Regions from separate parts of the Mus musculus genome. Here region 1 is linked to region 2. Evidence: chromatin contacts called from public ChIA-PET data. All regions are on one chromosome and are shown on one strand. Each heading gives the region's core, a stretch centred on a gene start, on an enhancer-like site or on the middle of the called end of the contact. The rest is flanking DNA. Distances are from core to core; before and after follow the strand shown. Region 1 holds the start of Nudt14 (nudix (nucleoside diphosphate linked moiety X)-type motif 14). Region 2 holds the start of Akt1 (thymoma viral proto-oncogene 1).

What was found. ChIA-PET counts read pairs in DNA pulled down with a chosen protein or histone mark.
Region 1: an RNA polymerase II ChIA-PET map of memory CD8 T cells shows a contact between it and region 2, with 106 read pairs. The contact joins the promoter of Nudt14 here to the promoter of Akt1 in region 2. A contact is called at or near these places in 6 of 39 promoter capture datasets (the C10 cell line, embryonic stem cells, fetal liver and 3 more), 2 of 484 Hi-C or Micro-C datasets (CD4 T cells and embryonic stem cells), 5 of 115 datasets of contacts at active chromatin or transcription factors (double positive thymocytes, embryonic stem cells, memory CD8 T cells and 2 more) and 2 of 9 other capture datasets (adipose tissue and liver).

What each region holds. Positions count from the first base shown.
Region 1 is chr12:112,939,866-112,943,811 of GRCm38.p6, forward strand. Nudt14 (nudix (nucleoside diphosphate linked moiety X)-type motif 14) reads right to left here and starts at 2,277. Exons shown (of 5, transcript NM_025399.4): 1 at 2,126-2,277. The coding sequence starts at 2,206.
Region 2 is chr12:112,672,528-112,676,015 of GRCm38.p6, forward strand. Akt1 (thymoma viral proto-oncogene 1) reads right to left here and starts at 1,749. Exons shown (of 14, transcript NM_009652.3): 1 at 1,473-1,749. Gm30150 (a long non-coding RNA gene) reads left to right here and starts at 1,949. Exons shown (of 3, transcript XR_381988.3): 1 at 1,949-2,170; 2 at 2,492-3,025; 3 at 3,164-3,443.

The DNA of each region.
Region 1 (3,946 bases), core at 1,027-3,526, 270 kb after region 2:
CAAGAAATAGCTAAGGTGGGCCCTGCAGTATTGGGGATGTCATCGATGCTTTCTATACAAGGTTAGGTTAAGATGGGGATCCCACAGTCCCCACCATCCAAATGCCACTTGGAAAGACCGGCTGTCTCTGGGGACTGGAGCCAGCAGAGACATTCCTCCCTGAAGGGTCTCTGCAGGTGGGGCTGGACCTATCCATCCCTACCCCTACCTGCTTAGTCCACCTCTGGGTCATTCATGAGCACAGCCCAGCTCACCACAGATGCAGGGGCTCCAAACAATCTGCATAAAAAGGCAGGGGCCTGGGTCCCAGAGACAGTGTGTTGCCAGGCAACAAAGAGGGAGGACACTGAGGAGAGAGCCACAGGGCTTCCTCAGGAGGAAAAGGGTACTGCTGTCAATGACAGGAGAGTCTCACAGAAAGATTGACTTGAGACTGCAGGCAGAGATATCCTGAGAGGGTAGCAGCAGCCTGGTTTCTAGGGGGAGAAGAGAGCCAATGTCCTGGGCAGGGCAGGCTGCCCAGGAGGCCGTTGAAGCACCACCTCGAGAGGCGAGCCCAGGCCTGCCCGATATCCAGCCACCTAGGCAGGCTCCAAAGAAGGCTGCCTGCCCAGGCTGCAGTGAGCCTGTCTTGCCTACCCCAACAGCTTTCCTTCAGGGAGGTCACCCTAGGTGACTTACAAGGACCCTCTTGACTCAGGATCAAACACTTTGTCAGAGCTGTGGGTAGTAGGGCCAGAGATGCTGACATGGGCCTTGGGAGGGAGAGACAGTTCTAGAATGTAGCAGTGGGCACATTCTATACAGGGCCACTGCTGCTTTGGGGCAGTTAAAGGCTGCAGACCCCTACCATGGCAAACCCAGCCCAGCCCAGTATCCTTCAGTTCCCGAGGAAATGCTGCCTACCCTCCACCCCAACCCCCACCCCCCTCCCAGCTATGACTATGGCTATGGCGGGCCGCTGCCTGCTCAACTGAGCTCTGGTTACCAATGCCATCAGCGGAAATGTGCTGGTGGGATGCCAGCCAAAGCTGTAAAGCCACCCCACAGCACTTCCCAGGAAGTGAGGGCGAACGAACCAGCCTGGACCGTCCACAGCCCACCAGAACCCCAGGTCCTGGGTATGAAAGAGCCACATGGCTACCCCATGTCACCAGCCGAGGAAAGGGAAAAGAAGTGTGATCCCCCACACACACCCCGTGTCTCTACCCTTTGTTCCTCAACTGAACCCAGTTGCTCCCTCAAGCCTGTATTACCTCACTGCACTCTGGGAGAAGAATTCCCTAGCCTAGTGGGTAGGTGGAAAGGACCTCCACACAGCAGACACACCAGAGGCAAGGGAATTTGCAGGCTGGAGGCCACAACACTGGTGAGAGAAATGGAGTGGGAGAGCTGGGCAAACGCCAAGCCCTGGGCGGTCTGATCTAAGCTGAAACCCAGTCAGGGCTACATTGATCAGGTCAGGAAAATTGTGTATCAGACAGCATAGAGAATGGAAATGGGCAACGTGCCAGGGGCCTACTAGACAGGGCCATGCAGGGTAGAGGAGAAGGAAGACCATGGGGTAAGACGAAAGAGAAGAGGCAGCAAGTAGGTTCAACAAATGTTTTCTGTGTGCCTACTAGGTGCCCAACGGTGTCATGTGAGATAGCTATGTATGGCCCTGTTGTTCTGGGAGACAGACACCTGGGAGCTGCGAAAGACTGAGTTGAAGAGGTTTCTTCGTGACAGCAGACTTTCTGTTAAGGCTTGAAGGAGGAGCTAGAAAGAAGGCGCAAGGAGGGTATCTGCAATTGTGGGGTTCCCCAAGAGTTCTTCCTGCCCTGATCCAAGAGTTTTCCTGCCCTGATACCCAGAGTAATCAATGGGTCTAACTGCATAAAAGTATCGATGGGCGGTCAGAAATGGAGGGCCAGTCAAATCTTCCTCAGGAAAGAGCGATTCTCTTTGCATGTCCTTCCTTGGCCATTCCGGGTTGACCGACTGGCCGTCAGGACTGCAGGAGGGCGGAGCTCAAGCTCTGAGAATCCGCTCAGGGCGGAGTCGTGAGCTCGGGGGGCGGGGCCGGGGCCGCAACGCGGGGGGCGGGGGGAGAGCGCGGAGACACGCGAGTGGGGCGGATCACCTGGCGGTAGTGCAGCGTGAAAGGCCGCAGGTAGGGCGAATGGGCACAGAGGCCCACGGCCACCCCGTCGATGCGCTCCATGGTGGCGCAGAGCAGATTCTTCCGCGGATCGAAGCCGGCGGGCGCGTCTACGCACTTCTGGGCATGCCCAGTTCACACGCGGGGCGGGCCGGGGGGCGGGGCGGAGGGCGGGCCACAGAGTCCAGGTAGCACCTGCGGGAGTGCTGCGCGCGAGGGAGGCGCTTTCAGACAAGTCCCCAAGCCAGCATAAAGGGGAAGCGAACTGAGTAGGGTGGAGAGGGCTTCGTAGTATATGAAGCCTCCAACGGGTGGAAATCAGAGGGGATCACCGGGGTAGGTCAGCTGAGCGGGAGTCTGTTTGGCCGGGGTTAGCAACAAACTCACCCCCTTCCCAAGTCTGGGGAGCCAGGGCCCCCACTGAAGCGTACAGAAGGGGAGAATAGAAGACAAATCTGAAGAGAAAAGGCTGGTGAAGGAAGGCCCCGGGAAGAGCACTAGCCACACAGAGGCTGACCTGACCCTGTTTGAGAGAAAGTGCGACTTCCTGTCTCTGTTCTTCACAAAGGCCATGTTGCTGCACACATTTCACAACAGCTGTTCAGGGCCCCAGATCTGCTCCATCACTATGTCAATCCAGATGCATCCAAAGTTCCAGGCCACTCTAGATTCAAGGAGAGAGGACTTCACTATATGGGACACATGGTTCACAGAGAGCCATTCTTAAAGACTACACACACACACACACACACACACACACATACACACACACACACACACACATCCCTCTCCTAAAGTACTGAACTTTCCAGGCTTTGGCCTGGCCACCTAGTGTCCTGGAGGTCAGAGTGACTATCAACCAAGAGCTCCTCTAGTCCCCGAAACCAAAGCCCTCAGGTGTCTTCCTTTATTTCAGAGGCCTCCTGGCAGACTTTCTCCCTAGAGTGTGTGTAGACAATAGGGACCAGTCACAGAGTTCTCACTGCTATAACCAGTAGTTCAGGCAAAGGAAGATGTTAAAGGGCCCAGTGTCACTGGCCGGGGGCTACCTGTGCTCACTGGGCCTGCCTGAGAGGAAAACAGAAAGCCCCCACAACTCTACAGATCATTGTAGGGGGAAAGTCACATTTGAATGTTAGTATAAACTGAGGTGAGTAGAGTTTCTGGGATCCCTGGGCCACAGGAAAGGGCTACCTGTGTGCAGGAGCAAGAAATATGTCTGTCCAAGGGGCTTTGGCCAGGGCCCAGAGTGGTACTGTTAGATAGCTGATCATTGTCCCCATGGGAGCAATGCAGGAGCCTGGATGGAGAGGGGTTTGTCAAAAGTGGGTGGGGTGAGGTGGGAAGGCACCATGCTGCCAATGCCCAAGACTTAGAGAAACCATCTCTGTGTTCGGCAAGCCGTTTCCTGGAGTTCCAAAGACCCCGTTGAACACATGTCCAGGACAGTGCAGACATCATGAGACACGAGGCCACAAGTCAGCGTTATTACATCTGCTGTCTTTCAGCAAGACAAACTTCTATAGAGTCAGTTCAGGATGCTGGGACTCCAACACAAGGTCCCTGGCTGGGATTTGGGTGTCTCCAGACTTGTCTCTCAGATCCTAGAAAGTCCCACTCTGGCATGTGGTCTATCCCCTACCTTCAAAACATTGTTGGCTCCCTGCTCTCTGACATTCTGCTGGTGGTCTCTGGACTCTGCCTCCATCCTTTCAGGACAATATGATCACATCTGGGGGCCCTCATAACTAGGGCCACCCTCACCTCAGGCTCCTTAAGCAGTCACACCTACATTTCTCTCTG
Region 2 (3,488 bases), core at 499-2,998:
AATTGCTTCTCTTCCAGAGGGACACCTAGGTATCCTTCAAATATCCCCAAGTCTGGACATTCTGGGAAAGTGCACCTGAACAGCCCTTGACCAGCAAGCCTGTGTTGTCCCTCCACCTGGAGTTCATGTGGACAATCCCCAGGAAAAGACTGGAAGGCCGCCGTGGAATAGATCCCAACTAGGGTCTACTACAGCTGACTGGCAACCCCCTATGTCATCTCTCTAGCCCAGAAGACACAAGCTGGCACCCAGAGTCTCTGTCACTTTGCCTTGTATGAAGCTAAATGTGGAACAAAAGGGAGGCCGGCTGCTATGTGTCAAATGCCAAATGCCAAAGTAGGAAAGACCACACCTGGCCCAAGAAGGAAAGAGCCCTTCCCTCAGCAAGCAGGTGGCGACTAAAAGCCAGAACGAAAAAGATAAGCCAAGAAGAAATCCCAGCTCAGTGACTGTCAGAGTGGGTGTGGCCTGGAGGCAGAGGGCTGTACTGCAAGATCTCTCTCGGTGGATGTCCCCTACCCCCACCCAGCCCCAAGGTCTGCTGATGACAGTCAGCTGTCCAGAGCCGTGTAAAAATAAATTCATACACACGGAGTGAAGAAACACAGCCATGTTAACGCCAATGTCCACATCAAGCCGACTTAAGCATGGGACACTCTTCCCACCATGCCATGCCGTAAGGGCATATGGTTGCTATTGTTAAGTCTTAAGAGTTCAGCCCCTCTGGGACACTGGCCCGTGAGCCACACGCCCAGCTGGGGCCCCACCAAGGCGACTCGCCCTTCACTTTAGTGATGGCTCTAGGCAGTCAAGGCTAGCCACCTGGAGCAAGACCAGGGGCCTGGGGGAAGGAGGAGTTTGGCCACACAGCAGAGGCCCAAGGTTCCACCACCGCCCAACTTAGAAACCAGTCCTCTTTAGACAATTCCATCAGCTCAGCCAGTATCCCGGATCCGGGAGACCGAGTCCACGCCGTCCTCAAGGCCCCCCCCCCCCCCGGCACCTCCAGAAACCACCTAGTCCAGGAAGCAGCTTCCGGGCCCAGGAGGGTTAGCAGTCCTTTGTGGGCTAGCCTGGGCACTGTGCCACCGCGCACAACTTTCTGTCCGTGGGAAATGAGTTCTCCTTCCCAGGGCCCTCCCACCGCACGCAGGCCGCGGGGCGAGCCTTTCTCCTACCCTCGCTGGCCGAGTGCCCGGGCAGCCCCAGGCCCCAGGGCGCACCGGCCCCCACTGCGCACACCAACAGCGCCCCTCTCCCGCGACCTGGCCCCGTGGAGCGGCCACCCAAGGTCACGCAGCGGCCGCCCGCACCCTCGCCGGCGTGGGCCTCCTGCGCGACCAGCCCGGCCCCGCGCGCTCCCCGCCCAGGCCTCCGCTCGGCCACTTCCTGCTCCTACTCCGAGGCGCGGCGCGGCCGGGAACAAAGCGGGGTGGCCGCGGCCCGGAACAGGGCGCGGCGCGGGCACTCACCGGGCCGCCGCGTGCGGGCGACTGGGCCTAGCCGGGCCGCGGCCTCGGGCGCCCGCCGCTCCGCATCCCGCGGGCGGGCGCTGGGCGGGGCCGGCTGAAGGCAGCGGCGTCCGGGCGCGCGCTGCTGGCCGGATCTGGGCCGCCGCGGTGCCGGCCACAGGACGCTGCTCGGTCCGCTCCGCTGGTCCCGGACTCGCGTGCGCTGCCGCGCTGGGCCGGCCGCCCGCCGACTCGGTGCTGCCGCCGCCGCCGCCGGCCCGCCTTCTCCCCGCCCCGCGCCCGCGCCGCCCGCCCACATCCGCCTCCGCCGCCCCGGGCGCCCCCGGCGCGGCCCGCGGCCAGGGCGAGGCACCCCGTGAGCGCGAGCGCGGCCCCGCAGGCGCCGCCCTCGGGTGGCCCCGAGCCAGGGCCACGCGGGTAACGGAGCCCCGCCGCAGATCCAGAGCTCCAGCTCTGGTCTGGGTTTCCCGGTTTGTGGGACCTGGCCCTTCCCTGCCTAGCTCTCCAGACCCCAAGGAGGGAGGCCAGCGTGGGAAGTGAATCAGTTTGACTCTCAAGAGGCCCAACTGTCCCCATCTTGGGAGCCGGGAGAGACCGGTCACCGGTGTCCTAAAGGCCAGCCAACACAAGAAAGAAGGCTATTGAGGGCTCATCCAACCCAGTACTGCCTGCCACAGCAACTGATAAGGACTCCCCAGGTGACAGGGAGGACGGGAGCACACCTGGACACCCAGAGGGGGCAGATTCAGGGGTAGGACTCAGTCAGCCAAGACCTTGCTGTGGACTCAGATGGGTGAGGCTTGGGGGGCGGTTCCTTATGGTGTCCCGGAATTGAAGAGTCAAGGTGGTTCCTGCCTCTTATCCATCCTCAGTCCTTCCCCCTTCGGCCAGCCTCAGCAGTTCCTGCGCAGGGCCCCTCCCTCGTCCCAGAAGCCCGACTTGATAGTAACCCTTTTGTGAATTTACCTTCATGTGTTTGGTATTTTTAACCAGGGGGCATTTTTTGTTTTTCATACAAGGGTCAGAGTTCACCAGGAGTGTAAACAAGAGGGTAGATTTAGTAGTCCACGCTATCGCCCAGGATGGAAATCGGAGCTCCTTCTCGGGCTCCTGGGGCTGACCTGGGAAGCACACCCCACTCCCGGAGAAGAACTCACTCTCCTCTCAGCCACGCCCCATACCCTTCAGACGGGGATGGGGATGGGGGGCTCTGTTCTGTGCCCTATCTGCTGCACAGCTGCCCCAGCTCAGAGAGCCTCCAGGGCGCTAAGTCAGAGGCTCAGCAGCAGTTCTGTTCTGCTCCAGCAGTATCCCTGACCCTGAGAGTGGCCTTCAGAGGCTGAGAGTCACACAAATATCCATCACTCGCCCAGCAAACCTTCACCCCAGGCCCCCAACTCCTCCTCTCCTACTTCCCCCATCCCGTTGCTACACAGTTAGAGCCAGCAGGGCGCCCTCTTGTGGAACACAGCAATTTCTGGCTGTTCTCTAGTGACCCTTCTCACTCGGATGCTCTTCCTGGAAGCCACTGTTGGAGACAGCTCCTACCTGTGGTGAGCCCTGTTTCTATGCAGTAACCAGTCCCGCCTCCCTTCTTTGTGTCTCTATCTTCCCCCGAGTCCGGAGTGGGTTGGGGGATAGGCGACTCCTTCTGGGTCCACACTTTGGCAACACCTCTTTGGGCCTCCTAGACAGAGCCACAAGGTGAGTAAGGTCCGCCTTACTGAGACTTGCCACTGGCCTGCTCTGCAGCCATGCTCTCCAACAAAAACTGGTCCCGGGGGCTGGCGAGATGGCTCAGCGGGTAAGATGACTGCTCTTCCGAAGGTCCTGAGTTCAAATCCCAGCAACCACGTGGTGGCTCACAACCACCCGTAATGAGATCTGACGCCCCCTTCTGGTGCGTCTGAAGACAGCTACAGTACTTATGTATAATAATAAATAAATCTTCAAAAAAAAAAAAACCAAAAACCAAAAACAAACAAACCAACCTGTGGTTCCTGACCCTCTTCCCCC